Regions from separate parts of the Mus musculus genome. Here regions 2, 3, 4, 5 and 6 are each linked to region 1. Evidence: chromatin contacts called from public HiChIP or PLAC-seq and promoter capture Hi-C data. All regions are on one chromosome and are shown on one strand. The core of a region is the stretch at or near the end of the contact, and the rest is flanking DNA. Distances in the headings are between cores, read along the strand shown. Region 1 holds the start of Slc12a9 (solute carrier family 12 (potassium/chloride transporters), member 9). Region 2 holds the start of Lrch4 (leucine-rich repeats and calponin homology (CH) domain containing 4). Region 3 holds the start of Agfg2 (ArfGAP with FG repeats 2). Region 4 has its middle 9.2 kb from the start of Mir702. Region 5 holds the start of Ift22 (intraflagellar transport 22). Region 6 holds the start of Irs3 (insulin receptor substrate 3).

What was found. Promoter capture Hi-C pulls out the DNA fragments that hold promoters and counts their contacts. HiChIP or PLAC-seq counts read pairs in DNA pulled down with a chosen protein or histone mark. Capture Hi-C pulls out chosen DNA fragments and counts their contacts.
Region 2: a promoter capture Hi-C map of liver shows a contact between it and region 1. The contact joins the promoter of Lrch4 here to the promoter of Slc12a9 in region 1. A contact is called at or near these places in 15 of 39 promoter capture datasets (the 3T3-L1 cell line, 3T3-L1-derived adipocytes, the C10 cell line and 10 more), 1 of 484 Hi-C or Micro-C datasets (embryonic stem cells), 7 of 115 datasets of contacts at active chromatin or transcription factors (bone marrow-derived macrophages, embryonic stem cells, large pre-B cells and 3 more) and 1 of 9 other capture datasets (liver).
Region 3: a FOXA1 HiChIP or PLAC-seq map of pancreatic cancer cells shows a contact between it and region 1. The contact joins the promoter of Agfg2 here to the promoter of Slc12a9 in region 1. A contact is called at or near these places in 2 of 484 Hi-C or Micro-C datasets (liver and nephron progenitors) and 1 of 115 datasets of contacts at active chromatin or transcription factors (pancreatic cancer cells).
Region 4: an H3K27ac HiChIP or PLAC-seq map of extraembryonic endoderm stem cells shows a contact between it and region 1. The contact joins the enhancer-like site here to the promoter of Slc12a9 in region 1. A contact is called at or near these places in 3 of 39 promoter capture datasets (the C10 cell line, embryonic stem cells and hematopoietic stem and progenitor cells), 8 of 115 datasets of contacts at active chromatin or transcription factors (bone marrow-derived macrophages, craniofacial prominence, embryonic midbrain and 3 more) and 3 of 9 other capture datasets (adipose tissue, embryonic stem cells and pancreatic islet).
Region 5: a contact with region 1 is called in a promoter capture Hi-C map of hematopoietic stem and progenitor cells, with 2.2 times the contacts expected there. The contact joins the promoter of Ift22 here to the promoter of Slc12a9 in region 1. A contact is called at or near these places in 2 of 39 promoter capture datasets (hematopoietic stem and progenitor cells and neutrophils), 3 of 484 Hi-C or Micro-C datasets (CD4 T cells, CD8 T cells and LSK cells), 4 of 115 datasets of contacts at active chromatin or transcription factors (bone marrow-derived macrophages, embryonic forebrain, embryonic stem cells and 1 more) and 1 of 9 other capture datasets (liver).
Region 6: a contact with region 1 is called in a promoter capture Hi-C map of embryonic stem cells. The contact joins the promoter of Irs3 here to the promoter of Slc12a9 in region 1. A contact is called at or near these places in 16 of 39 promoter capture datasets (the 3T3-L1 cell line, 3T3-L1-derived adipocytes, the C10 cell line and 11 more), 8 of 484 Hi-C or Micro-C datasets (B cells, brown adipocytes, cortical neurons and 4 more), 11 of 115 datasets of contacts at active chromatin or transcription factors (the 230-238 cell line, the SCID.adh cell line, bone marrow-derived macrophages and 7 more) and 3 of 9 other capture datasets (adipose tissue, embryonic stem cells and liver).

The regions. Positions count from the first base shown.
Region 1 is chr5:137,331,886-137,336,638 of GRCm38.p6, reverse strand. It overlaps Slc12a9 (solute carrier family 12 (potassium/chloride transporters), member 9), which reads left to right and starts at 3,057. Exons shown (of 14, transcript NM_031406.3): 1 at 3,057-3,191; 2 at 3,961-4,183; 3 at 4,379-4,513. The coding sequence starts at 4,003.
Region 2 is chr5:137,626,120-137,631,038 of GRCm38.p6, reverse strand. Lrch4 (leucine-rich repeats and calponin homology (CH) domain containing 4) reads right to left here and starts at 1,916. Exons shown (of 18, transcript NM_146164.2): 1 at 1,613-1,916. The coding sequence starts at 1,832. Gm20605 (predicted gene 20605) reads right to left here and starts at 1,916. Exons shown (of 22, transcript NR_033148.1): 1 at 1,613-1,916.
Region 3 is chr5:137,682,283-137,686,967 of GRCm38.p6, reverse strand. Agfg2 (ArfGAP with FG repeats 2) reads left to right here and starts at 2,215. Exons shown (of 12, transcript NM_178162.3): 1 at 2,215-2,609. The coding sequence starts at 2,389. Gm15498 (a long non-coding RNA gene) reads left to right here. Exons shown (of 2, transcript XR_003956003.1): 2 at 1,327-1,583.
Region 4 is chr5:136,998,398-137,002,858 of GRCm38.p6, reverse strand. It overlaps the pseudogene Gm7284 and the pseudogene Gm26989. Among named protein-coding and RNA genes, the nearest start is that of Mir702, 9.2 kb to the right of the region's middle. Within about 2 kb of position 1,993, at least 14 of the 459 cell types and tissues checked have an H3K27ac peak or open chromatin away from gene starts, as enhancers often do. A contact at or near this core is called in embryonic stem cells and extraembryonic endoderm stem cells, where this site is marked.
Region 5 is chr5:136,905,538-136,910,669 of GRCm38.p6, reverse strand. Ift22 (intraflagellar transport 22) reads right to left here and starts at 2,520. Exons shown (of 5, transcript NM_026073.3): 1 at 2,400-2,520. The coding sequence starts at 2,438.
Region 6 is chr5:137,642,955-137,648,021 of GRCm38.p6, reverse strand. Irs3 (insulin receptor substrate 3) reads left to right here and starts at 2,308. Exons shown (of 2, transcript NM_010571.3): 1 at 2,308-2,931; 2 at 3,278-4,990. The coding sequence starts at 2,502. The coding sequence ends at 4,335.

The DNA of each region.
Region 1 (4,753 bases), core at 1,808-4,307:
ACAAGCATGAACTACCATGATCAGTATATAGTTTATTTGATTTTTCCTCTCTTCCAGGGAGAGAGGCTCATTATGAAAGGATTGTGAGCCTACCCTGATAGGCTGTCTGACGCTGGAGTTGATTCTGGGCTGCTTCCTGAAGACATTTCACTGGATGGAAGGTTTCTGTGGTAACAGTCAGAGGATATACCCGAGTGCTATTACATAGGTATACCTCTGAGATTCAGTTGAGTGCCAGCTACCTGGGCTACATGAAACCCAGCCTCAAAACCAACAGACAAAACCACACTTAATGCATAAACAACAGCCGGGCAGTGGGGGCGCACACCTTTGATCCTAGCACTTGGGAGGCAGAGTCAGGTGAATTTCTGAGTTTGAGGCCAGCCTGGTCTACAGAGTGAGTTCCAGGACATCCAGGGCTACAGAGAAACCCTGTCTCAAAAACAAACAAACAAAAAGACATAAACAAGACTAGCCAGATGTGGTAGTTCATACCTTTCATCTCAGCCCTTGGCAGAGGCAGAGAGGCAGAGAGGCAGAGAGGCAGAGAGGCAGAGGCAGAGAGGCAGAGAGGCAGAGGCAGAGGCAGAGAGGCAGAGGCAGAGAGGCAGAGAGGCAGAGAGGCAGAGAGGCAGAGAGGCAGAGGCAGAGAGGCAGAGGCAGAGAGGCAGAGAGGCAGAGGCAGAGAGGCAGAGGCAGAGGCAGAGGCAGAGAGGCAGAGAGGCAGAGGCAGAGAGGCAGAGAGGCAGAGGCAGAGAGGCAGAGGCAGAGGCAGAGAGGCAGAGGCAGAGGCAGAGGCAGAGGCAGAGGCAGAGGCAGAGGCAGAGGCAGAGGCAGAGAGGCAGAGGCAGAGGCTCTGAGTTTTAAGCCAGCCAATCTACAAAACAAGTTCCAAGTTCCAGAATAGGCAGGGCTACACAGAGGAACCTTGTCTTGAAAAATTGAGGGGGTGGGGGAGACACAACCAAGAAAGAAGAAGGCAGGCATGGTGGCAAGATAGCTATAATTCCAGCACTTGGGACGAGGAGGCAGGAAGCTTAGGAATTCATGGTTATCCACAGCTGTGCAGCCTGGGTTACTTAAGAGCCAGGCTCAAACAATCACACAAACTGCATAGTCAGAGTGGAGGGAGCTTTTAGAAATTAAAAAAAAAAAAAATCGCCAAATATTGTCTGAAACATGGGTAGCAGGGATGCCTGATTTATCCTTGGTAGAGCCACAGCAGGTGTGCCCATCTGTGTCCACATAAATTCATACGCACGAGGAAGCCTAGGTCACGTGTCTTTCTCAGTAACTTTCTACTTTATTTCTCTCACTGAACCTGGAGGTCACCAGTGCAGCTATGCTGAGCCCCAGGGATCCTCTTGTCTGCCTCCCCAGCATCCGGCTTATTCAGATTCCTTTACTTGAGCTCTGGGGATCAGAACTCGGGTCTTTGTGCTTCTAGGACAAGTGCTTTTGGTAACTTGGAGCCCCAGCCTCTTCTATGGGAATGTGAGACTCTATAACTGTGCTCATTCTGGAGGTCCAAATAACAGGGTGACCATGAATTGCTACGCTACATAAAAATTCAGAACATGTGGCTAAAGGTCTCCAAGGGGGACCAGTGAGATGGCTCAGTGGGGCACTTGCTGCTCTTGCAGAGTACCCAGATTCCGTTCCCATCACCTACATGGTGGTTGACAATCATCCGTACCTATACTCCCATGGGATCCAGCACCCCTTCTAACCTTTATGGCCACTAGGCACGCACGTGGTACACATACATACATGAGACAAAATACTCACATTTAAAAAAAAAATCTAAAGAAAAAAAGCTTCCCATCTTCAGTTCCCTAATCTAATACAACCACAGTAGTAGAACGTGCACTCACAGAATGGTTATGCATATTTAATACAATACCGTGTGAGGGGAAAAATGAATATGTATGTATTGGACTAAAGAGTCAATATGTTAAGGCTTCGTATGTACTATAGCATCACTTAGTGTGCTTGAGGCTCTGTGTTTAATCTCGGGGTGGGTGGGGGCAGTGCTCTTTTAGGAAAATAAATATTTGCATCAGGCTGTGCTGTTACTTATCTGTAATCCCAACACATGGGAGGTATAGGCAGGAGGATCAGAAACACGAAGTCTTCTTCAGCTATGTATTGAAATGGGGCTAGCCCGGTCTACATAAAGAGCGCCCCCACCCATGCCCCCTGCGAGTATACACGGTTAGTTCATCTCTCAACTGCTCTCCTTGAAGGGATGTCTTTTTTAAGTCCCGTTTTATAGATGAGGAAGCGTCGTTGGTAAGACCTGTAAGGGTTGAAGTTGGAGTTTTGGGGTCACAGATAAAGGATTTTTTTTTTCTTTTTTCGAGACAGGGTTTCTCTGTAGCCCTGGCTGTCCTGGAACGCACTCTGTAGACCAGGCTGGCCTTGAACTCAGAAATCCGCCTGCTTCTGCCTCCCAAGTGCTGGGATTAAAGGCATGCGCCACCACTGCCCAGCTCACAGTTACAGGATCTTAGGCACAAAAGCAAGCAGGGTTACCTGCTTATTTACCCGGACCTGAGTCGGGATGGAGGATCACGGCTCCCTCCCGTGGCCGAAGAGAAGAGCGCAGCCTGCGAGCTGAAACTGGACGAGGAGGGGGTCTCCTCTGAATGTGAAAGGGACCAGGCTGGAAGCCCGAGGCACTCTGGGTCTCCCGAGAAGCTGAAATAGTACGACTCCGGCAGGCGCCGACCGACGTCGCTCTCAGTTCCCAGGTGTGTACCTGAGTCAGGTGCCGCGGTTCCGCCCACTCCACTTTTCCGCAGTCGCCACGCGCCCCTTTCAGATATTCCTGGGGGCGTCCTGGAGCTCGGAGTGCAGTCAGACCCTCACCATGGGCATCTGCTAGCATCCTGGCAACGGGGGGCTCTGAGGATCGTGACCCACTACCTTGCAAAAGACACCCGAGACGCACGTGGAACGGTTTGGCTTGCAAGGCAGCGTACGAGAGTGTGGGCGGGGCTTGAGTGTAGACCACACCTTTGAGGCGGGGCTTGAATCGGGACCAATGGGACGCCTTGCTGGGGAGGGCAGGCTCCGGGCCTGACATCCCGGTAGCCCGCTTGCTTTTTCCGGCTCCCTCGCCCCCTCGGTTTATAGCGGAGCCCCACAGGCGCGCTGGGATCACACCGGAGCAGCTTCATTCCTAGGTGGTGAGTGAGCACCCTGCGGCACCCAGATGCAGGGTGCACTTGGCCGGCTGGAGCCAGATGCCTGTCCCCCCCGCCCCCCCCCAGGCATCCAGTTACTGAAGCAAGTGGACAAGAGCGGGTGGGTGGGGGAGGAGGACCCTGGGGATCCTGTGTGGCTGATGCTAGGCTGCCTGCATTTGTGTTTGGACAATTGATGGCTCTGTTTGGATTGATAGAGTTTGGAGGGCTCATTGTAGAGATTAGAAAAATCTGGTCAGGATTGAGATGGGTTGAGGGACAGGGGTGATACAAGGTGGAGCTTTGAGAGCTTTGAAAGTTTCTTATTGCCCATGTGTGAGGTGCTGTATTGAGGGTACTCGACAGGAGCAGCATAGGACTTGGGAGGAGGTGTTTACTGGTAATAGCTAACTTCCCTTTGAGGAGATCTTCTTCCCCTCTTGTTGCCAATTAAGGCGAGACCTATTTGACAAGGGGATCTGTGTCCCTTTCGCAGACTCACTGCTACCCCTAGTTTCAGAGGCACGGAGGATGACACGGTCCCTAAGAACTGAAAGGGACCCTGATTATTTAAACACCAGGGTCCGAGAGTGGGGAAGTTGCTGGGACAGTTTTGAGTTTCTGTGCCCTGTGTGTGTGTGTGTGTGTGTGTGTGTGTGTGTGTATCCTTTGCAACTCTCCTTTTGAGGAAACTGAGTGTTTAATTAGGGTTTTGTTTAGGGAGAGAGGGTCTGTGGTATTGCTATCCAGCCACTAAAACCTCTTTTTACAGGTCTCCTAGCCCTTTTGTGGCTTCCTCTGCTGGCGTTCAGCAATGGCCAGCGAGAGCTCCCCTCTTTTGGCCTACCGGCTTCTGGGGGAAGAGGGGGCTGCCTTCCCTCCCAATGGAGCTGGAGTATCTGGAGTGCCATCATCCCGCAAGCTCTCCACCTTCCTGGGTGTGGTGGTGCCCACGGTTCTGTCCATGTTTAGCATAGTCGTGTTTCTGAGGATTGGTGAGTAGAGGAGGGAATTATTGGGAAGGGGCTAAGGCTAGGGATGGACCCTAGTACATGTGGTCAGATGGAGGGTAAGGCCCCTTGAGGCCTTGTGTGTGGCTCTGCTGTGGGACTGTGCTGGCCAGTGGGATGGGGGGAAGGGGGAGAGGTATATAAGCATCCCTTGTGACCTGCTTTTCTCCCCCTGTGCAGGGTTCGTGGTGGGCCACGCTGGGCTGTTGCAGGCCTTGGCGATGCTACTGGTTGCCTACATCATTCTGGCACTAACAGTCCTCTCAGTGTGTGCCATTGCCACCAATGGAGCTGTGAGAGGGGGCGGAGCCTACTGTATCCTCCAACCTAGATGGACTGGGGTCTGGGTATTTCTGTCCTCCAAGGTTCAGGAGGGGAAAGGGGCCAATATCTTCTGTCTGAAAATAGGCCAAATGTTAATGAATATAGCCAGTAAAGGTGACCAGCACTCTTATCTTCATGCCTGGTCTCCTAACACTGTTAGCAGTTAGCGTTTTTTAAGCACAGAGTGTGTATGTAGCTCAGGGGTAGAGTGCTTGCCTAGCATGCATGGGT
Region 2 (4,919 bases), core at 667-3,166, 300 kb before region 1:
CTTGGAGCGAGAAGACAGAGGACGATGGCTGGACATAATGGAACCCACCTGCCTAGAACCTGGGCTCCAACAAGACTGGAGAAGGCAGAGAGGGGATTTCCCACTTCAGCACACAGTGAGCCTGCACCCGGGGGAGCCCTAGCTGCACCCTGGGCCGGAATGTTGAAGGAGGAGATTGGGTTGGGGCAGGAGCTAGGAGGGGCTGGGAGGGCTTGGTAGTTTTCCCAAGAGTCCACTCACTGAGACAGAGCCCTGAGGAAGTAAAGAAAAACATTTGGTCTTGGTCACAAAACAAGCAAGAGGGGGAGGGGAAAGGGAACAGACGGCCAGTGTCACACAGCTGCTGAGGTCAATCTGGAGCTGGGGGGCTGGGGGGACCTAGGAGGGGTAAGCATGGCTCCTGGGGCTCACCCATTCCCAGGACTCATTCAACTGTGTAGGGAAAAAGCATTTAAAAACAGAGAGATTTAAACTTTTTCTCTCCAGAGCTGTAAGAGGAGATTGTGCCCCAGCCAGCCTGGTACAATTGCAGGTGGGCAGGAACCTACTGGAGCAATGTGTTCTTTGATCCAGCTTGATCCAGCCCTGGACCAGATGAGAGGAGCAGAAGGGGCCCTAACACTCCAGCCCAGACTGGGGTGGGGCTCCCGGAATGTAGCCCTCTGTTGTGATTCCCCGCCCTCAGCTGCCAGCCCAAGTTCATAGGCTGCCTCCTAAGCAGCCTGACTCACCTGTCATAGTACAGTCCCCAGTGCCTGGCCATAGCAGACCCAAGGGTAGAGTGTCCATGATTAGTGGGATCCCAAACACACACACACCAGGGTGGGGTGGACATGATTAGAGGGGTCCTGAGGGCAGGGACTGGAGAGTCTCCAGGAGGTCAGCACTCCTAGCTAAGAGATACAATGTCCTTCCTTTCAGCAAGCTGCCTCAAGTTTCTCCCCTAAGGGGAAAGCAGAATTGTAGGGTTCCTATGAGATCACAAACTCCACAGTGACCTCATAAAACCAGGAAGAAGAGAAAGGGGATAGGGGGATAATGGGTGGAAAGTTAAGGGCGAGAGATTCACTTCTTTCACATAGATAGGCTGGGGTGGACGGCGGAGAGGGGCTGGGACTTGGGGAGACTACGGAAAAGCAAGCAGAAACGTCGGGTTGTTAGGAGCGACCCTTTAGGAAAGAGATAACGGGGCTTGTTGGGATTGTGGTGGACGGGTGAGAAAGACGTTGGAAACGACTAAAAGGGTGAAAATGTAGCGATTAATGATAGATTCTACATGGAAGTTTGCTTTAAGGGTTGATCAGATCTAGGGTTGAAGAAGCCAACCAGGTGAGGGGCGGGACCATGCTACAGGTGCGCAATATGCAAATAAAGGGGAAGAGTCTCCTAGAGCTCGGCCAAAAGTGTTCTGTGCACTCTTGAAGCGAACTCATTGTCCAGTGGTTCTTACACAGGGGAGGGGAGGTCGCGGGCTCAATGCCAATCCCAAGGGGCGAGCGTTCAAGACTGCCAGGTGAAGGGGTGGGCCCAATCGAACGCGAGGCGGGGCTATGCAAATGAGGGTCGCAGTCCAGTATGGGTCCCCTGCTCTCTGGGCACCAGCGCAACTCACCAGCCTGGGTGATGTCTGACAAGTCGTAACTGCGGGCCGCGCCCCGGGGGAAGTGCTTCAAACGCCGGTTGGACAAGTTCAGGGTCCCGGTGGCCACAGCCTCCTCTAGGGCTCGTTCTGCGCTACGGCTCCCAGGTAGACCAGGAGACCCTGGCAAGGACACTGAAGCTGCAGCTTCCTCACCCCCGGCGGCGAGTGGGCCCGCTACTGCTGCCGCCATCCGCTCTCGGCGGCTCCCCCTGCCTGACTGACGGCACCGGCCGGCCCTTCTCGCCCTTCCCCCTCCTCGGAGCCGCCGTAGTCCCCACTGAAGGGAGGAAGCGAGGGTCAGGAACTCCGCGGACCAATCATGAACCAGAGACGCGTTAGAAGTGCCCAATCAGAAAACGGCAGGGGGTGGAGCCTCTCAATTCTAGATTACACTGAGGGAAGGGAGGGGTGAAGAGGAGCACCCCGCCAACGGCCGCGGTTCCTGGTCGGCCCGCCCCGCGCAGCGACATCCAATCACAACTCTCGAGGCTGGAGATGGAGCCAATGAGACCCGCCCAGGAGGCGGGGACTACAGGTCTCAACTTTAGGGTATTAGAGACCCAGAGACCACAAACCTGCTTTTTCAACCAAGACCAATTGCAATCTAGATTCAGGCGAGTGACTGTGAAGAAGACCAATTAGAACCTACAAAAGGAACCTGTCCCGGCCTCTTCTCTGAGGGACGGTTCTGCCTACCAATAGCATGGGCTAGGAGGTGCTCCATTCGCTAGACAGAAGGAGGTGGGTGAGCTAGAATTTTTGAGACGCAGGTAAAGATCGTAAAAGGCGCGCGCTGGGCGGCCTGACAGTGCAGGGTTAGGGTTGGGTACTAGCTGTGCTTACTGGGGAGCAAACCAGCATCCGAGAAGTGAGGAAGGGCGAGGGATGCCCCACTCAGCACTCAGGCTGTTGTCTCAACAGAAGGGACCATTTCCTCCTGCGCAGTCTTGAGTCCCTAATGGGAATGCTGGGGATGACCGGTGAGGGGGTTTCCAGTTCAGAGAGGGAAAGTCGTCAGACCTGCCAAAGTCCCCCTGGAGAAGACTTGTGATGGCCAGACCAAACTTTAGAGACTACGAAGGATCTCATGGCCTCTAGAACAAGATCTTTGGGGGTTTTTTGTTTGTTGCTTTTCCGAGACAGGATTTATTTCTCCGTGTAGCCCTGGCTGTTCTGAAACTTGCTCTGTAGACCAGGCTGGCCTTGAACTCAAGAGCTCCTCCTGCCTGTGTCTCCCGAATGCTGGGACTAAAGGCGTGCATCATCACCGCCCGGCTAAGACCTCGGGTTTTTTATAAATGAGGAAAGGGAAGCTGGACAAATCTCAGACCTCCAGTAGAACTCCCCCACACATACTTTCATAACAGACTTTGTCTATTGGAAACCTCTTATTTGAAGCTGGGTGTGGTGGCATGAGCCTGTCGTGACAGTTCTTAAAAAGAGGAGGCAGAAGGATCGGGACTTCGAGGTCAATTCCAGGCAAGCCTGGACTACATAACTCCAAACTAACCTTTTTTAAAAACAAAAACAAACAAACAAACAAACAAACAAACAAAAAAACCCCAGAAAACTTCTTGAGATACAGGAAGGAGTCCCAGATGTGAGAGATAATAGTAAAAGAATATTTTTTTTTCCTTTGAGATTTGCTTTTAGAAGAATGTTAGCGTTTAATGAACCTCCCTGTGTGGCTTCTAGTCATTAGAAAACAGGCATCCCAACACCCTTAATCGCCTCGGCTCTTCCAAGGTTAATCCTGTGGTGAGGCATGCCACTAAGCATCCCCCTTCCCTCTTGGGTGCCTCCACAGCTTACCAATGTGGCTGTAGCTGTGGCTAACATGGCCCCATAATTTCAGTCTTTTTTTCTCAATGTGGGTGGCATGGTGACCTAAAGGAAAAGAGGGAGACTGGCTTTCAGAGACAAGGTCTCCTATAGTTCTAGCTGGCCTCTAACTGGTGATGTAGCTAGGAGTGACCATGAACAACTCCTGACTGTTACCACCTCTCAAGTGCTGGGATTATAGGTGTGCACCCTCATGCAGGGCTCGATTAGAGAGCTTAAAATCTTGTGTAGTGACAGAAGACCACGTCTGCTTTCCGTGTTGCCTGACCACCAGTAACTGAAGTTGCTCTCTCATCTCTGGTCATTCCTGCTATACTGATATGCCTAGACACTAAAGTATTAGAGACTGGGGGCTGGAGAGTGAGTTTAGCTGGCCAATAATGTATATTGGTCTACTTCTGTTCTAAGCACCCAAGAGAGTGGCTCACAACAGCTTGGATCTCCTGCTCCTGGCCTCCCAGGGTTCTCTTCTAGCCACCACAGGCATTGGTCTCACAGGCACGTCCCTCCACCCGTACACACAGGCATACACAATTAAAAAGGAGTCTGGGGAGAGAGATCTGAGAAGCTGTGAGCACTTGCTGCTCTTGCAGAGGACCCAGATGGTATTCACAGCAGCCACATGGCAGTTCACAGCCGTCTGAAACTCCCAGTTCCATGGCATCCAGGCATTTATATGGTACTCATACATGCACGAAACACACACACACAAAGTAAATCTTTTTTTTTTTTTTTTTTGGTTTTTGAGACAGGGTTTCTTTGTATAGCCCTGGCTGTCCTGGAACTCACTTTGTAGACCAGGCTGGCCTCGAACTCAGAAATCTGCCTGCCTCTGCCTCCCGAGTGCTGGGATTAAAGGCGTGTGCCACCACGCCCGGCTAAGTAAATATTTAAAAAAAAAAAAAAGTTGGATGTAGCAATGCACTCCTTTAGTCCCAGTAATCAGGGGGCAGAAGCAGGTGGATCTGTGAGTTCAGGGCCAGCCAAACTCACGGCCTAACCCTGCCTAACCCTAACCCTAACCCTAACCCTAACCCTAACCCTAACCCTATATACTGAGTTTTAGGATAGCCAGAGATACATAGTGAGATTCTGCCTCAAAAAGTAACACTTCAAGATTGGACTGAATAAATGCTCAGAGGGTAAAGGAATGTTCTATTCCCAGGACCCACAGGTTAGGAAGAGAGAAACTGCTCTCAAGCTGACCTCCACCTGTGTGCTACATAGCACTTGCACACGCGCGCGCCTGCACACACACACACACACACACACACACACACACACACACACACACTATGGATGTAACAGAATTCTTCTTCATCATTAAAATCCCTTCTTAGGTTCTTAGGTTCCCAAAGTAGCTGTTTGCTAGTTACCATAAGAAAGCAGGGTTGGGCTCCAAAGCCACGCACATGTTAAGCATATGCCCTGCGCA
Region 3 (4,685 bases), core at 966-3,465, 350 kb before region 1:
ATAAGAAACTCTTCACTGCCTTGTTTTCTGGGACAAGGTCCCTCATTTGAATCTGGGGTTCCCTGATTAAGCTAGGCTAGGCTGACTGGATGCGCCTGTCTCCTTCCCAGAAATGGGATTACCAGCATGTATCATGTAGCCTTTCACATGGGTCTCTTCACATAAAGTTCAGGTCTTCATGCTTGCACAGTGAGCACTTAACTGACTAAAGTACCAACTTAGGCTATGACTACCGTTTCCTCCACCCCCAATTATTGGTGTGTGTGTGTGTGTGTGTGTGTGTGTTGCTCTGATGGGGGGAGGCGGTTGCCACATGCATGCCAGTGTCCTGAAGACAGAAGTCATTGATCCCTTAGAGCTGGAGTAATAATGATTGTGAGTCATCCAGCGTGGGAACTGGGAACTAAGCTTGGATCCTTTGGAAGAGCAGCAAATGCTCCTAATTGCTGAGACATCTCTTCAGCTCCCACTGCAACATGCTGAAAAAAAAAAAAGTTTGCTTTCTACCTCCCACCCCCTATTGCTTGGGTTCTGTAGACTTAACTCCCCAAGGGCGAAGGGCCTTTTTCTTACCAGGAAAGCCACCAAGCCCTCCCCACCAGGCCACAGGAGCAATAGCAGAAGAGGGAGTCCCCGGGCTGCCTGTGCTCTTGCTGATTATGAGGGGAAATAGGGTTGTCACTCTCTGATATGGCCTGGGTGGAGTAGAGACAGGAGGAGGAAGCGCACCCTCTGGTTGCTCTTGCAGACCACACCCTGTAGCAAAAGACAGACTGGAAGCTATCAGAGTCTAGTGGTCACCCCAATTCCTGCCCATTTATTCACTTGTGGTGGGTAACATTTTAAGGGGTGAAGAAATAACCACTGGCTAAAGAGAAGCTGTGCAAGAAATGGCCAGCACAGGGAAATGCTGAACGCTGAACTCTGAAAATGTACAAGAGGCTTTTTTTTTGGTGGGGGTGGGGTGGGGGACAGGATTTCACTGTGTAATCCCCTGGAACTCACTACATAGACCAGGCTGGCCTAAAACTCACAGCGATCCACCTGCTTGGAATCCAAGGCATGCAGCCATGGTTTACATGAAGCAAAATGGTTCCTTTGCATGTGTACATGGGGACTTGGCATCACCACAGCTCAGGGGGAAGTACACTTGCAGCTATGACAACAATTAAGCAACCTCATCTAGCCCATGGGCTCCTGGGTACCAATAACTCAGAAACCTATCTCTCATCTGCCCGCATCCCATTGGCATGTCTGAAACCAAAGTCCTGACTTATGGTTGCCAGCATCCCTAAACCTGCTTATTCTCAGCCTTTCCTTTTCCAGGCAGTGACCGAGGATGACTCTGAAGTACCGCTACTGCTACCCCCACTTCCCAAATGCTGGAATTACTGGCCTGTGCCACCGCGCTGAGTTGTATGCAGTGCTGGGGGCTTGAACCTCGCGCTTAGTGCACTCTACCAGCTGAGATACATCCCTGGCCACGGAGCAGAGCTTTTAAAATCAAAAGACTCAGATTCAAATTCTGACTGAGCCACAAACCAGTTCTGTGATCCACTTCAACATGTTTTCTTGAATATTTTTTACATGCATTTATTTATTTGTGTGTGTGTGTGTGTGTGTGTGTGTGTGTGTACTCATGGAAATCAGAAGGCAGCTAGCTTATAGGAGTCGGTTTTCTTACAGGAGTGGGAATGAAGGTTAGTGGCAAACGCCGTTCATCCCTTCTGCATCCTACCTCAGGTTTTTAACTTGACTCTAAAGTGGGGGCTCTTTCTATGACTTGGATAAATAAAGTATCTTTTACAAAGCACTCCCCTTCTCTGTCTTTCCCTTTCTCCTCCAGCTCATCCTAGGGCAATTTCTTTCCGATTTTCTTGTCTCCTGGCTCAGCCTGGAACGAGCCTTTGAAATTTGGCGGGAATTAGTATCAATCCGGAGGATGAGCACTACGCACGCGCCGAACACCTCCTTTCTCTCGCACGCTAATTTTGCAACCTTAACAACCAATCAGAGTCAGCATAGGAGTCCGTGGCGAGAGGGGGCGGGGACAAGGAGGAGGGCACGCATTGTACTTGCAAGGTGGGGGTCTTTGTGAACCAATGGAAAAGACAGAAGGCCGGGTGGCAGTGGGGCGTGGTTCTGAAGGCTCCAGCAACCGGAGGCCGTCTCGAATCGAACCAATTAAAGCAAGGAGGTGGGGGGAGACTAGCCAATCAGCGTGCCGAACAGGACGAGGAAGGGGGCGGCAGAGTCTCTCGCGGTCGTGGTCGGGGCTGCAGGAGCTGGTGTCAGGGTTGCCGGGCGTGCGAAGGCGGCGGAGGCGGGAAAGGCAGCGAGCGGTTAAAGGGGAGCGACCGCTGACTTGCAGAGGAACCTGGAGGAGAGATGGTGATGGCGGCTAAGAAGGGCCCGGGCCCGGGTGGCGGGGTCGGAGGGAGCAAAGCGGAGGCTGAAGCCGCTTCGGAGGTGTGGTGCCGCCGAGTGCGGGAGCTGGGCGGCTGCAGCCAGGCCGGGAACCGCCACTGTTTCGAGTGCGCCCAGCGCGGGGTCACGTATGTGGACATCACCGTGGGCAGCTTCGTCTGCACCACCTGCTCCGGCCTCCTGTGAGTGGATCCGGGGGGGGGGGGGGGAACTGGGTTTGGTTCGGGTGAAGTGAGTCTGCAGGAGCTCGGGGCGATCCAGGAGGTCAGAGGGGTAGCCCCGGCATTGGATGTGGCGGTGGAAGGTCGCCTGCTGCAGAGGTGTGTCGTGGGGGAAAGGGAAAAAGCGCAGGGGGACAGAAGACGGGAGTGGAGTCGCGCTGCAGAGGGAGGGTGGGGGCTGTAGAAGGACACGAGGAGAGGATTGGAGAAACTCCCTGGGGGAGGCGAAGGCGAATTGCAGGTGGGGAGAGAGAAAGTGTGGAGGGACTGGGGTGGGGTGGGGGAGGGACTTAAAGGGCCAGAAATTGACATAGACCTTTAAAGGGAACTTTAGCTGGGGTTGCATTGTATCTCAGTTGGTAGAGTGCTTGCCTAGCACGCTCGGCGCCCTGAGTTTCCATCCACAGCACTGCATAAAACCCGAGTAGTGTGGTACACGCCTGTAATCCCAACACTGAGGGGGAGGTGATCAGGAGTTCAAGGCCAACCATGAGACCCTTGCCGCTCCACCAGGAGGGGAGCGGAGGGGAACGGGGTGGAAGGAGAAGGGAAAGAAATAGGGAAGTCGAGCCTAAGACAAAAGTACCCTAGAAGGGAATGGAAAATGCTCCACGCATTAGCCCAGGCTGACAGCCTAGAGTGGCAGGTATGAAGCCAGGGATCAGGTGCAGATCCTAATCTTTCAGGCTCTGGAATGCTAGCTAGAGGGTAGATGACTTACGAAATATACTAAGGGCAGAGAGCCAAAGGGTTATCCTGGCGGACAGCTTAGCTTTCCCGAAGAGATGAGGATCAGAATGGCATATTCTTTTCTTTTCCCCATTTCGTCCTCTGCCCCCGTTAAAGTTGCATTTGATTTCTTTACTTTGCACTGTAGGGACATGTAGGTTCCATGGCTTGTGTGGTTATCAGAGAATAACTTGTAGGAATCAGCAATTTCCTTCCACTACGTGTGGGGCCTGGGGATCAAACTCAGGTCAACAGGCATGGCTGTAAGCTCCCATACTTGCTGAGCTAGCTAGCTCACCAGTCCATTTTTTTTTTTTTTAATTTGTCTTGAGACGGGGTCTCATACAGTCCACGGTGACTTTTAATTCATGATGTAGCTAGGGGTGGCTTTGGAACTCAGAGTCCTCCTGCCTCTACCTCTGTAATGGCTGGGGTTACAGGCATGCTTTGGGGTCTTTCCTAAGTGTACTGCCGAGTCTCATCTGGTAAACTGTAAATTTGGGGAGCAGAGGCTTGGTTGTAAAATCCACAATGCTACCCTCAGCCCAGACCACCCCAGATTTCTAGTTATTTAGTAAGCTCCTTCTCCTTAGGAATTATTTGACTAACATTGGGTTCGAGATCTTTGGTTTTCTTAGGGACTCGTTTTTGTCTGGTTTTCTAGTATTTTAGTACACTGCTATTTTATTTATTTATTTATTTAATAAGGAAAGCTCTCCTGTTCTTATATGCATACCAGCCTGAAAAAAAAAAAAAAAACCAAGGAGTATTGTTCTTTTGCGACAGATGGGAGATCAAAAGTAGAAAGAGGTTTAGTAATTTACCCAGTGCCATATGGAGGATTCTGTTCCCAGCGTTTGTCATTTAGTACGAGCTAGGATTGTGGGGAGACCAGAAATGAAGATCCCGGTGTCCTAGGAGACCGTGTGGAACTATGTCTCTACTACATTGTCACCCTCTTCTTAAAATGTCTATGGTTTTATCGTTGTTGTTGTTTAAGACAGGGTCTCATGTGGTCTAAGCTAGCCTTGACTGTGTAGCTAAGAATGACTTTTGTTTCCACCTCCTGAGCGCAGGGATTACAGGTGTGCACTAGCCTGACTTGTGAGGTGCCAGGGTCCCACCCAGGCCTTTATGAACACTAAGGGTGCACTTGGACTGAGCTGTAGCCCCAGTCCACCAGTGTTCTCAGCCTCCCTTCTACCACTGTGGCTGGACACGGACCACCATGTATGTGACCACCCGGGGAGACTGAGGCTGGCCTGGATTGTTTGGCTAAACCATCCATATACACCCCGTGCCCGTATA
Region 4 (4,461 bases), core at 744-3,243, 330 kb after region 1:
TCTGGCGACTCACAGGACACACAGCCTTTTGTGGATAAAAGTGGGATGCCGTCACCACTCTCTCCCCAGATCCCCAGCCCTTCCAGCCTCACTCTTTAGTACAGAAAGAGCAAGCCTTACGTCCTGATCCTTCTAAGTCCTTTGTTCCCTGCTTCCTATACAGCACACCCGGTGTCCCCTTCTGAGTGGAACCAATGCTAGTGCCAACTTTCTTCCCCAGGGGGGAGTCTTCTGTAGAAGGATCTTGTTAATTATGGAGGGGGTGCCCTATGACCAATGGGTACTCCTAACTTTCATCTTCGGTTTTCATCTCTGTGTTTACTCTGATTAAAAGCAACTTAGAGGAGGGAAGGATTTGTTTCAGTTTGTGGGCTTTGGTCCATCACAGTAGGAAGTCAGTGAAGGAACTAAAGCAGGAATTTGAAGCAGAAACCCCAGGGGAATGCTCCTTACAGGCTCACTTGTAGACACATGCTTAGCTAGCTTTCCTATACAGGCCCAGGGAATGATGCCGCCCACAGTGAGCTGGGTCTTCCTACATCAGTTAACAATCAAGACAATCTTCCACAAAACCACAGGCCAATCTGATCTGGGAAATCCCCCGATTGAGATTCCCTTCTCAGATGGCTCTAGGTTGTGCCACACAAGGCTCACCACTGAACATGAGGTATTCCCCATAGAGAGGAAGATAGCAGAGTCCAGCCAACATGGCTACCGGAGGCCCAAGCCTGGGAAAGAGCTGGGAGAAGGCCTTGCTGTCACTGGAAAATTACAAAAGATTCCTGTGCTCATGATCTCGTGGGGGTGGGCCCGGAGCATGTAGCTCCCGTCTGCAGGTAGCTCTTCGGTTTTCAGTAGCTTTGAGGTGTGTGGAAGATGTCAGGAGATAGAGGCACAGAATGCAGGATGAAGGCCAGGTAAGATTATTCAGCTTGTACAGAAGGTGCCAAGCCCGACCTCCCGAGCTCCACCCCTGAGACCCACATGACAGAAGGAGAAAATCGACTCTGACTGCTACATGCACTCTATAGCATGCACAAGCCCCTCCCCAGACCCCAAATAAATAAAGTGTAAATTAAAAAAAATTTTTAAAGATTTATTTATATATTGTATGTACCTGAGTACACCATTGCTCTCTTCAGACACACCAGAAGAGGGCATCAGATCTGTTACAGATGGCTGTGAGCCACCATGTGGTTGCTGGGAATTGAACTCAGGACCTCTGGAAGAGCAGTCAGTGCTCTTAAAACTACTGAGCCATCTCTCCAGCCCCTAAAAAAATTTTTTTTAACAATTTATTTATTTATTATATGTAAGTACACTGTAGCTGTCTTCAGACACCCCAGAAGAGGGCATCAGATTTCTTTACGGATGGTTGTGAGCCACCATGTGGTTGCTGGGATTTGAACTCAGGACCTTTTGAAGAGCAGTCAGTGCTCTTAACCACTGAGCCATCTAAAAAGTTAAATTAAAAACCAAGAATCCAAGATTACTGCTGGAAAGATGTGTCTTTACCTCACCAAAGTTCAAAGTTCAAGGTCCTAAGATGGGTCCCAGGGTTCAGGAGGTCACTCTTTCATGTCACCCCATGTCTGAGCTCAGGGACCCATCCAGTGCAGGCTCCAGGATGGAGGAAGGTGAGAAGGTGGCAGAGAAAAAGAAGACTGTCTTTCAAGAGTTTAAACTGGTTACCTTGATAGGGAACTACAAATTCTCCACGTTCTCACCCTTCAGCGCCTTCCGCCTGCATGCAGAGAGAGGGCAGGGCTGAAGTGTTGTTCTCAGGGAAAACTCCATCTTCCAGACTCAGGCAGATGGCTCAGGGGGCAAGCGTTTGCCAGGCAATCTGGGGACCTCAGATCCCCAGAACTCAGGTAACTGCCAAGTGGGCATGGACGCCTCCTGAAATTCTAGCCTCTGAAGCTGGAGAGAGGAATCCCAGGGCAAACCAGCTAGCAAGAACAGCCATATCAGTGTGCTCTGGGTTTGATTGAGAGGCCCTGTTTCAGTGCTCTGGGTTTGATTGAGAGGCCCTGTTTCACCCTGTTTCAGGGTGGAAAAGTGCTGGGCTCAACCTCAGGTCTCCAAGAGCAACAGGTGTGCACATGTGCAACACACATGAGCACACACACACCTGTACCCACACATATTTGAAAACAAAAACAAAACTGCATGCGCATGCACAAAACACAGACAAGAATCATCTCTAGTGAAGGGTGAAGAAAGGGCATGGCTGAAAAGGAAAGACGTAGGTTTTGTCATGCAGTCAGTCAATACAATCGGCTCCCTCCCCTCCACCCCTGCCAAAGAGCCTTGTGGTCTCCTCAGGCCCTTTCCTGGTGCCTGGTACCCACAAGGGTCATAGGTCAGCCATATGTCTTCTAATCCCCCTTTCCTAGTCCCCTTGTCTCTGGGCCCCCATGCCTGCCCCACCCCCACCCCTTTCCTGTCTCACCCATGAAGAGAAAAGTGAGCACTAACCAGTAGGTGCCTATCACTTTAAGTTGTTGCTTCTGAGGTATTTTCTGATGAGAGAGAAGGGAGGGGGCATGGGAACATCCAACCTAATGGCTCCCATTGCGCCACCAGGACTCCAGGGCCCGGGAAACAGACGGCGAAGGTTTGGGGACGTGAACTCCCAGGGAGCAGCTCACTTCTTTTTTTTTTTTTTTAATTAATTTATTTATTATATGTAAGTACACTGTAGCTGTCTCCAGACACTCCAGAAGAGGGCGTCAGATCTTGTTACAGATGGTTGTGAGCCACCATGTGGTTGCTGGGATTTGAACTCCAGACCTTCGGAAGAGCAGTCGGGTGCTCTTACCCACTGAGCCATCTCACCAGCCCAGCAGCTCACTTCTGAGGTGATCGGATGTTAGACATGGAGACCCAGAACTTTCTAGGCTCCTTTTTGGACTGACCTTTGAACTTCCTTGGTCAATGAGTCTGGGTAAGTTACTGGGAGGATCTTGGAATTGAGAAAGAGAGGGAAAGAGACTATAGAAAGGGGACAGTGCTCGCCTCCCTGGTGACTGAGGCATTAAGGTAGGGAAGCAGCTGGCTAGCCTGCCCACTGGCCACAGTCTCGGGCAATGGTGGGGACCTGAGACTTTGATCTCTAACATTCAGGCCAGGCAGGGCAGGAGGACCCTGACACACAGGCAAGTGCTTGCAATGCTGTCTGTTTGCAGGGAGTGGTCCTGGCTACTAGAATCAGTGAGGACAATGGGGCCCCCTGCCCCTGTGCCCTGTGGCTTATCTCTTTCTCCCCGCCCTCCCCAAACACAAAAACACACTTTTTTTTTTTTTTTTTTTTTTTTTTGGTTTTTCGAGACAGGGTTTCTCTGTGTAGTCCTGGCTGTCCTGGAACTCACTCTGTAAACCAGGCTGGCCTCCAACTCAGAAATCCGCCTGCCTCTGCCTCCCAAGTGCTGCGATTAAAGGCGTGGGCCACCACTTCCGGCTAAAACACACTTCTTGTCTGCTCCCACCTTTAATCATGTCCCCAATCCCACCCTGCAGTTTTTCAGGAAGGCCAGGACACAGGGACATGGACATCAGGACAAGGTGTTGATGAGCAGGGATCCTGTAGTGCATCTTGTGTTCTTCAAACAGCTGTGTGAGATGCTCTACATATAACTCGTGCAACTGGTCCACCTGTTCCTGGCTGGGCCTCGGGCTTCGCTGCACTGGAATTGGGGCGCCCACTGAGGAAGGAACATGAGGGAAGAAGACTGATTGCTGAGACATCCCACTAACCGGGGATCTGCCTGGACAGAGGTCGGGGCCTGCTCCGAGCAAGTGCCAGGCGTGTGAACCAGAAAGCTAGGATGTCGGGCTTTAAGGGAACAGTCCTCTCAGCTGGGAGATGATGAGACAGAGGTACATGGCTCACCAACAGTGTGGATGGGCACGCGGAACGGTATCAGGAGACCCAGGCGACCATGGAAGAGAGACAGAGCCACAGTCAGATTGTCTGAAGTGCCTCCTGTATCCTCCGTACCCAGGAGCCTAGCGGGTTGGGAAACTGCTGGAAGAGGTCATTCTCTCCAAAGGAGAAGACAGGCATGAGAGAGGCCCTGGAGGAACAGGAACAGACACGCACGTGGCTGACGGGGCCTGAAGATACAGGCTCACATTCCTCTCATGCAGGGCAGCTCCGATGGATACGCCCCTGCCGCCACCCGCCCACTCCTCACCCGTGTTCCAGTGATAACTTAATGAATCCTTTCTGATTCCGGAGCCGCAAGCTCACTGTTCCAGGCTTTGCCGCCAAAGCCTCCAGGAGACCTCCCACAGCCAGAACGGCCACCTGGCCACCCTCAGGGTGGGACAAGAGATAGGAAGCGCTAGCCTTGTCAGAAGAAACTAAACCTAGGTGGGAAGGGCAAAGGCTAGACACCACCAAGATAGAGGTAAGCTCAGGAGCTCCCCACCCCCACCCCCACCCCGGGATAAGAG
Region 5 (5,132 bases), core at 1,271-3,770, 430 kb after region 1:
GCCATGAAGAGGATCAAGGTTAACGCTGAGACCCAGGTTTCTGGACTCTTGGCCGGCTGGGTCACTTCTCCTTATATATTACATTAGTAATCACCTTTCCTATAAAAGGACAGTAAGACAGCCTTTCTGAGCCCTCTACCCAAACCTGGTTTCTACCCATCCATCCATCTTTCCATTCAACCACCCACTCACTCCCCCTCTGTCCCCCCATCCATTCATCCAATCACCCACTAATCCCATCCATCTACCCAGCCATCTGCCCAATTCAAACACCTACCCACCCGTCCATCAATGCCACCACTCACTTACCCCCTCTACCCACTCATGCCCATCCACCCACCCACCCACCGTATCTAACCATCACCCACCCATCATCCATCCATCCTTTTACCCATCTTCTCCAACACCCGCTCACCCATCCATCCCCCCATCCACCGATTCCCTCCTCAGAGCTATGATCTTCTCTGTGTATTTGCACCATCCTGTATATGCCTGAATATACAACAAAGCTCCTCTCTCCTCAGAAGTCAATCTCTTAAACCTGAGTGGGCCCTGGTAAAACTCGACAGGATGGGAGAAGGGGATGAGGTGAGGGATAAAAGGGACAGAAGAGGAGAGGAAGGGGTGGAGAGGCTGAGAAGAGGCAGGACGATCAGGAGGTCAAGGTCATTCGAAGCTCCATGAGATCCTGCTTCAGAAAAAGCCCAGACCACCAAGTAACCAAAGACACAGCGCTCTCTGCAATTATACTCTCTTCTCCAAGCTGCTTGCTTTAAGGTAAGGACTTATTATGTAGCTCAGGCTGGGAACCAAGCTTCCTGCCTCAGGCTTGAAAATGATGAAGCGTTGTGTATATCACCAACCGCAGATCTGTAACAGTCTGCAAACTTTCTCCAAACCACAACCATGCTCTCCATTTTATTTTATATATTTATTATATATATTTATTTATTTATTTATTTATTTACTATTATATACAGGGTTTCACTATGTAGCCCTGGCTGGCCCATTGATTAGGCTGACCCTCAACTCAGATTTACCTGTTTCTGCCTCTTGGTGCTGGAATTAAACGCACGCACCATTATGTCCAGGCCGTGTGAGGGTCTGTGCATATTGAGTGCCTGTACCCACAGAGGCCAGAGGTGTCAGGTCTCCTGGCACTGGAACCTAAAGGCAATTGTGAGCCAGCTGGCGTGGGTTCTGGAAACCGAACTCAGCTCTCTCTGCGAGAGCAGTATGTGTTCTTAGTCACCAAGCTGTCTTTCCAGCCCCTCCTTTCTTTTAAGCCTTCTCCTCCTCTCTGCCCCAGGCTAGACTCAACACTCCTATATGGTCCAGACTGGTCTCAAACTTGTGGCAACCCTGAGTGTCTTGTATGCTGAGGTGTCAGGCCTGCGCCACACATGGCTCAATCCTCCTTTGCTTCTGTGCATACTTAGCAACTTCTTTCTCTGACAGGTTTCACGTATCCCAGGCCGGCTTCAGACTTGCTATTGTAGCCCGGGCTGTGGCCTTGAACTGTCAATCATCGTGCCTCTCTACCTTCCAAACCCTGAAACTGAGGCATGTACCACCATGAATGTTTTATATGAAGAGGATTGAACCCCGGGATTCCTGTATGCTAGGCAAACATCCTATCACCCAGCTCTACCCCAGCCTCCTAACTTAGGATTAAAAACATATCTTCACCATATAGTCACCTATGAATGTACATTGGTTCTCATGTTTGGTCCATCAGCCAATAACCTCAGATGAAGATCACATTATTAAGCTAACCTTCTGAGCTGGGACCCAAGGATTTGAACTTTAACCATGTAGGTAATTCCCGAATTCTACTATCTATCTATCTATCTATCTATCTATCTATCTATCTAATTTTGTTATCGGAGACATGTCACATTGTAGCTCAGGCTGTCCCAGAACTCAATACATAGCCCAGGCTGGCCTTAAACTTGTGATCACTCCTCCACTGCCTGCTGAGTCCTGGTATTATTACAGGCATGGGACACTGCACCCAGCTTCCTTCTACAGTTAACTTATTTGCATGTTTAGTTTCGGTCCATCTGAACTTTAATTCGGTGAATCACATATAGAGTGACTTCCTCATATTAATAACCACTTGCTCCAAGTCCCTATATTGAAAATATCTAGTTTTCTAATCTCATGGACACATTCCTTTTGCACGGAAGGTTCGGAGGGGAAGTCATGAGGCGCCCCTTATTTCCGCTGCCCTTGAGACCTGGGTACCTCAATATTCTCCTCCACTACTTGGGAGGGGTGAACTGGATGAAGGCCTGGTCACGGTAGCGCCAGCTGCCGCCCTCAGTGGGGTTGCTGGTACAAAGTTGCACCTCCTGAGAACAACCCCAGTTCTAGGGAGCCCCCGAGCCCTGAGTTACCTCGCAGGGGCCCACGAAGAGGATCTTAGCCTTCAGCATCGCTGTCCGTTAACACGAACCCGCGGAAGCCCACCACCAAAGCGCGCTAAGCTCCCCGCCGCGTCCGCCAGTCTGGGCCGCATGCTCTGATTGGCTGGTCAGTTTCCACGGCGACCGGGAACAGCTGCGCAGTAGCCCAGGAAACCCTGACAGTTCCGGGAGCCTGGAAAAGTGGCCTACGATGGAAGCTGAGGAGGACCAAAAGAGAAAAGGCAAAGCTGGTCCTGCTAACTGCAACCTGAGCGTTCTGGAAGGGGTACAAGAGCCAGGCTCCAACCTGCTTTATTTCTCCCGGTCTTCCTGAACGCTCCATAGATTAAGGGAGCTGCTAAACTTGCCTGGAAAACAGTACTGTGATTTTGGTTTTCTTTTATTTCCGCGGTGGATGCTGGAGATTGAACTCAGGTGGTCATCAATCCTAGGAAAGCGCTCTGTCATTGACACCATATCCCCAGTCCAACTCGCATGTAGACCTGCTGGCCTCAAACTCAAAGATATCCACCTGCCTTTGCCCCCCCAACTTTAATACCATTGAAGGCATGTGTCACCACTCTCGACTCCCAACTTTTTTTTCAATTTAAAAGGTTATATCTATCAATCAATCATCATCTATCTGCGTGTATGTGTGTCCGCCATGATACATATGTGAAGATCAGAGGACAAGCCATAGGACTCAGTTTTCTTCTCCCACCACCATTTCAGGCTTGGTGGTTCCGGCCGTTACCTGATGAGTCACTTTGCAGCCCTGTCATTATTTATTTTGATGCTGAGATTGTTCTTGGCGGCGGAGAAGCTTCTCCAAACCAGTGTGTGTGTTCTTTTGACATTTCGGTCATTCTCTGAGTTTTTTCATATTAAAAACAAAAAAAAAAAAAAAAAAAAAAATCAAAACCTACGCGCGCGTGTGGACACACACACACACACACACATACACACACGTATACAAAAGTGCAGGTGGTTGTGGAAGCCAGAAGGAAGTGCCCTGGAGCTAGAGTTATGGAAGTTCAGTTGCCCAAAATGGATGCTGGAAACCAAAGTCGGGGCTCCTCTGAGAGCAGTCAGTGCTTTAAACTCCGAGCCATCTCCCCAGCCCCGGCTTTCATACTTTTAAGCACCATTATATTAATCGCGGGTGGTTAATTTTATTGCTCTTGTTCCAGAGTGGCAATGTATTACATACATTCTTTCGCATGCATTGAAAAAAAAAATTTAGGGCTGGTGAGATGGCTCAGTGGGTAAGAGCACCCGACTGCTTTTCCGAAGGTCCAGAGTTCAAATCCCAGCAACCACATGGTGGCTCACAACCATCCGTAACAAGATCTGACTCCCTCTTCTGGAGTGTCTGAAGACAGCTATAGTGTACTTACATATAATAAATAAATAAATAAAAAAGAAAAAAGAAAAAAAATTTAAAAGTTTCAAAAGACAAGAGACCCCCTCAGGAAAATTATTTCTTTACAACAACCTGGAAAATTTGAAGGGAACTTTGTGTTCCTGCCTCTGACTTTCGGCATGAAACACACTTAGGTCCCCGGCCCGAGCTGTAGGAGAAGTTGGTGTCAGGTCATTGGGCAGCATATATTCAGAGATGGGACTGCTTGCCCTTTCGCACCTCAAGTTTCCTTTTCAGATGAGAGAGAAACTACACAGTGTGTTTCCCCTTACCAGGTAAATTCCTATAGAGTAGTGTGCATATATGCATGTGCGTGTCTCTCTGTGATCCTGTGGAGGACAGAGGTTGGCTTTGTATATTTCCCTATCAATTTCTACCCTTCTCCTCCTCCTCTTCCTCCTCCTTCCCCTCCTCTCCCTCCTCCTCCTCCTAAGTCTCTTATTGAACTTGGAGCTCACTGTTTCAGCTAGATTGCCAGCTCCCTGGCATCCCCTTGCCTCTTCCCCCTCCAGTGCCGCCACTAGGCTTTTATGTGGGTGCCAGGGATTAGAACTCAAATCCTCATGCTTGTACAGGAAATCTCTACAATCTCTAGAGTCATGTTTTCATCTGTGCCTAAGCTAGTACTCGGAGATAAAGTGTGTGGTTTGACTTTAAGGAACAGAAAAGAAACTAACAATGGAAGGAGGCTGTGTCCAACTTGATAGCAGTAAGGAAGCTGGACCACAGGCTTTGTCCAATACCCCAGCTTCCTCCCTCTCCCCCTTCTTTCTGTTTGTGTGTGTTCATGTACGTGTGTACATATGCTTGTGTATGTGTGTGCCCATGACGATACATATACATGTACGTTTGCACACATGCATATATACAGTGCACAGAGCCAGGGTAGATTTCTGGTGTCTTCTATTGCTTTCTGCCCTATTTTTCAAGATCTTTTATTTTATTTGTATGGGTCTGTCTGTGCATCATTTGCATGCAGTATCCGAGCAGACCAGAAGAGGGCGGCAGATTTCCCCCTGGAAGTGAAATTACAGCTAGTTTGTGAACTGCCTGTCATTCGGTCGTGCTGGGAATCAAATCCTGGTCCTCTGGAAGAACAGCCAGTGTGTTTAACTCTTGTGTGATCTCTCGATTCCTTTCACCTTAAGTCTCTTACTGAACAGGGAGCTATTTCTGCTATTTCTGCTACCTTGCCTGATCAGCAAGCTCCTCTTCCTGTCACTTCCTCCCCAGTCCTGAGACAAAGGATGCTTGCCACTGCCTGGCTTTTACATGGGCACTAGGATAGAACTCAAGTCCTC
Region 6 (5,067 bases), core at 1,059-3,558, 310 kb before region 1:
TATGGCTGCACATGGCCATGTCCAGCTGTGTAACCTGACTACCCAGCTCAAGTCTCAAACTTGCATGAGTACATTATCTACGGGGCCATCTTCCAGGATTTGCCGACTGAACGTTGAATATTTCTTTCAGCTCTGGGTGGGGCTCTGCACGGTTGGGAGGCACCTGGGGCAGGCCTCTGGCACGAAAGGCCCATACCTATGATGTCTGTTGGTAGTGGGTGTCTGCTTTCCGTGTAGCATTTGAAAGGGGGCTCAAAGATGTGCAGTTTATAACCAGACAGGCAATGGTGGTGCATACCTTTAAGACCAGCACTCCCTTGGGAGGCAGGGGTAGTCAGATCTCTGAGTGCCTCTAAAGGGGGTTCCAGGACAGCCAGGACTTCACAAAGAAACCTGACTGGGGCGGGGACGGATTCCAACCCAGCTTCATACTGCAGTGATTTCTCTAGGATTCAGGATCACAAATGGGTCATAGACCTCTGCTGCTTGGGCTGCCCCTGAACTATGCTGAGAAGACGACCGACCCAGGTTGTCTTGGTTCTGTTTACCTGTTACATGGGTCCCTTACCTAAGGGAGCCCCTCCCCCAAGTCCCCTACCAGGGTCTCAGGGCTTGGCCTTTTCTTCTCTGTATACCGTTATCTTTCCCCACATGGATTTTGCTGGCCACGACATTAGGGCATTGGCAGGTCTGCTAAGGTACCATGACTTGTCAACTAAGCTTTGTCAGAATGTGTCACACCACTCCCCACCCCCATGTGACCCTAATGTAGAGAAACAAAATATCCAAGGGGCTGGGGACGTAGTCTAATTAGAAACGTGCTTGCTGTGCAGATCCAATGGCCCCAATTTGATCATCAGAACCCACATGGAAAGTAGAATCCCAGTCCATCACAACCCCAGCACTTCTAGAGCAAGCTAGAAGACTACAACAGGACACGACTCGGAAGGCAGAGGCAGGCAGCTCTCTGAGTCCCAGGACAGCCAGAGCTACAGAGAAACCCTGCCTAAAAAAATAATGGCCACTACTATCTTTAAATGCCTGGGGTACACAGTGCGGCAGCAGAGAGAGTCCCTGCTTCAAAAAGGTGGAAGGCTAGCCGGGCATGGTGGTGCACGCCTTTGATCCCAGCACTTGGGGGGCAGAGGCAGGCGGATTTCTGAGTTCGAGGCCAGCCTGGTCTACAAAGTGAGTTCCAGGACAGCCAGGGCGATACAGAGAAACCCTGTCTCGAAAAAACAAAAACAAACAAACAAAAAAAGGTAGAAGGTGAGGACCCACTTCCAAAAGCTGACCTCTGACCACATGCAGGGGACAGCCTGTACAACACACGTACTATTTTCCAAGCTGGGTGTGGTAGCATGCACTGTAACCTCAGGCAGGGGAAGTGGAGTCAGACATATGATAGGCCTGAGGCCTTCCAGGCCTGCAAATCGAACCTACTAGACAAGTTCTAGTGAGCCTGTCTCAAAAACAAGAGGGATCGCTCTTGAGGAATACGAGAGGTTGTCTTCCAGCCTCCAATAAGCATGTGCATTTGTGGCCTATGATCTCCAGCCCCACCCAAACCTCTCAGGATACACGGGCTCACCAGGACGTCTGCCACAGGATCCCAGCTCCTGTGACCACAGCCACCATCAGGTTCAAGTTGGCATTTGGCTGGTGGTCAGGGGCACTTTGAGGAAGGTGTCTCTGAGAGACTAAGTCCTCTTTCACACATCCTTCAGTGGACATTTGCATGCGTGGGAATCTGGAGAGGGTGGGGGTGCGGTTGGTTACCAGAGACCAATCTAGTTTGGTTTTCCTATCCTGGGGTATCCATCAACCCAAACTCAGATAGCTCAGAAGCAAAGACACAAAGATCATCTCTGGGTAGGAAAGGAAAGAACACTGAGGACCTATACAACTAGAGGCTCAGTTCGGAGGCTCCTCCCTGGAGAACTGCCGCTATCAGGATGGCCCGCTAGGCCAGGCCACTCTTCTAATTACTAGTGCCATCACTGCTAACCACAGCCGCTTCTTCTGCACCCTGGCTTTCTGGCTTTCGAGATTGCCCCGGGCTGCCTCTGGCGGTACTCCTCCACCCCCACATCCAGTCAGCTGATTGGTAGAGATGCCCCCCCTCACTCCCCGCCCCTGTGAAAGTTTGGTCCCAGCGGTGCAGGGCTCCTACTCTAGCCTATGAATCCTAAACTCAAATTCCTGCACTCGGGCGTGGGAGGGTTAACTTGAAGGGGTGGAGATTCCAACAAGGAGGCTGACCCAGCTAGGTCAGCCTCCCTTAGACCTAGGAGTCCTGGTGTCACTGGCCACTGGGACACACGCACTCCTGTGTACAGGCTCCTTGTTCACTCCAAGTCAGGAGAGGGCGTGGAGAGATGCAGGGCAGCTAGGCCGGCTGCAGTTTCCCAGGGCTACTTGTTCCAAGCGGGTGGTAGCTCAGGGGGCCAGACCCATTCAAATCAGTCCTTCTGGGGACAGTTTACTGTCTTTGGCTGGAAATGAAGCCTGCAGGTACGGGCCCCACAGTCTCCTCCGGGGGCGAGTGCACCGACGTGTCCCTCGGCTCACCGTTTCCTTGGCCCTGCCTGCCCGACGTGCGGCTCTGTGGCCATCTGAGGAAGCAGAAGTCCCAGCGCCGCCGCTTTTTCGTGCTGCGCGCTGACCCACCACGCCTGGAGTGCTACGAGAGCGAGAAGAAGTTCTTGGCCAGCGGCTGCCGCCCACCTAGACCCCGGCGTACCGTTAGCCTGGAGGGTGCCTGCACTATTAGCAAGCGCGCGGATGCCCGTCAGCGCCACCTGATCGTCATCTATACCAGCGACAGCAGCCTGGGCGTGGCGGCGGCCAGCGAAGCAGAGCAGCAAGCATGGTACAGCGCCCTGCTCGAGGTGCGCGCCACCGCCGCAGCCGCTGCTGCTACTGCTATGGGTGAGCCTTGGGTGAGCGACGGGGAGGTCAGGGGGTTGCCGACTTAGTTTATCTTGAACCCATTTCCCTCAGATCAACTGAGGTTTAAATCTTTTTTATTTTCGAGACAGGGTTTCTCTGTGTAGCCCTGGCTGTCCTGGAACTCACTCTGTAGACCAGGCTGGCCTCGAACTCAGAAATTCGCCTCCCAAGTGCTGGAATTAAAGGTGTGCGCCACCACGCCCGGCCTGAGGTTCAAATCTTAAGCTAAAAAAAAAAAAAAAAAAAAGACGTATAAAACGTCTTGGTCACCTGGGACCCGGTGACCCCAACCCCTGCCTCCCGGTGACTTGCCAATTCTCTCCAGGTTTCAGTCCCCAAGAGGCCCCTGAGTCTTGGATCTTCGCCCCATTCCAGGACGTCTGGCCTGTGACACTGCGGTCCAAGGGGCTGGGGAGAGCACAAGGCCTGAGCAGCGGCAGCTATCGCCTGTGCCTGGGTTCTGGGGCCCTGAGCCTCCTGCGAAAGCCTGGAAGCAAAGGTTCCAGAGACAGCCGGGCAACGCCACCACCAGTCCTGCGCTTGTCCTTGCTCAGTGTGCGCCGCTGTGGCCACGCAGACTCTTTTTTCTTCCTGGAACTCGGGCGCTCAGCGCCCATTGGTCCTGGTGAGCTCTGGCTGCAGGCTCCTGATGCAGTGGTGGCCCAAAGCATTCATGAGACAGTCCTGGCTGCCATGAAGCGGCTGGGGAGCAATGCAGCTGGCAAAGCTGAGCCACCGCCACAGGGAAATCCTCCAAAGAGTGTTCCTGCAGCTCCTACCCCGACACCATATGAAATCCCTGCATCGGCAGCACAAGCAAGAAGCCCCAGTGAGCGAGCAAAGCAGGACTACTTCAAGCCCCTGGAAAGGATGGGGTCAACACACTCCTACAAGGGACTAGATCTGGGCGGGAACTACATCACCATGGGAGTCAGGAATGACTATGTCCACATGGGGGGAGGAGAAGCAGGTGACTATATGTGGATGGCGCCCCCAGGCCTTCCTCCCACCCCTGCCAGGGCAGATCCTAATAAGCAGCTCGAGGATTGTGAGAGCACAGAGTATGTGCCCATGAATAGATTTTTACCTGGGCCTTTTTACTACGAGCTCAAGGCCAGGGAGTCTGAACTTGGGCATCCGGGTGCCCATTGTAGCCTTAGAGACAGATGGAGACCCACAGTGGCTCAGCCCCGCTCTTCCCAAGGGTCAGAGCTCTCTGGGGACTACATGTCCATCCCCGACTATGTAGGAACGGACAGTGCTAGGCTGGGGTCTCTGGACAGCTGCCTCAACTATGTGGACCTGGACCTGGTCCCTCCCCTGGAGGTTCCTGGAGCAGCCCCAGGGAAGAGTCCACATAGCTATGCCAGCATCAAGTTCTAGAACTTTTGGGAGGTAGTCAGGTGAGGAGACCCAGGCATTGGTCAGGGAAGAGAGGAAAAGAAGAGACCTTAGTACTGTTCAGCTCAGCTCCTGCACACAGGACCCAGGAACCCTGAGGCCACCATGAGCTGCTCTGCTGCCCCCTTGCCTGCTCTGTTCCTTCCAGCTGTACCACCTAGGAAGCCCTCAGGAAGCCATGCTCGAGGAACCAGACTCTTCAGAGAAAACACTAGAACTTCTCTCTGCCCTGCCAGCCCTCCCCCCACTCGCAATCCAAGCAACAAACAAATAAAACCCTTCTCAGATGAATGCCCACAGAATCAGTCTCAGGCTAGCTGTGGCCCAAGCCTGGATGAAGACTCTCATCCTGGTTTGGGACAGCTCTGTCCCCTCACATGTTGGCAGCTAGATGTCATTGTGTCTCCTCAGCCAAAACATTATCCTAACCCTGTTTTTTTTCAAGCCAGAGCGGAATTCCTAAGGCTCAGAAACAATGGGAGGAGCATCAGGGATCATGACGGTGCTCCTCAAGCAGCCAGTGCTCCCCAAGCAGCCAGTCCTCACCTGACCTTTCTCTGGGCCCAGCAGACACAAACGAGTTCCTCACTTCCCAGAGTGCAGCCCAACCCACCCATTAAAGGTGCCCTTCTCCCTGACTGTCTTGCTCAATGGATCTCCCCACCCCATGCAGTGTGTGACCAATGAGTAAGGAGGCCTGGAGGAAGAGAAAAT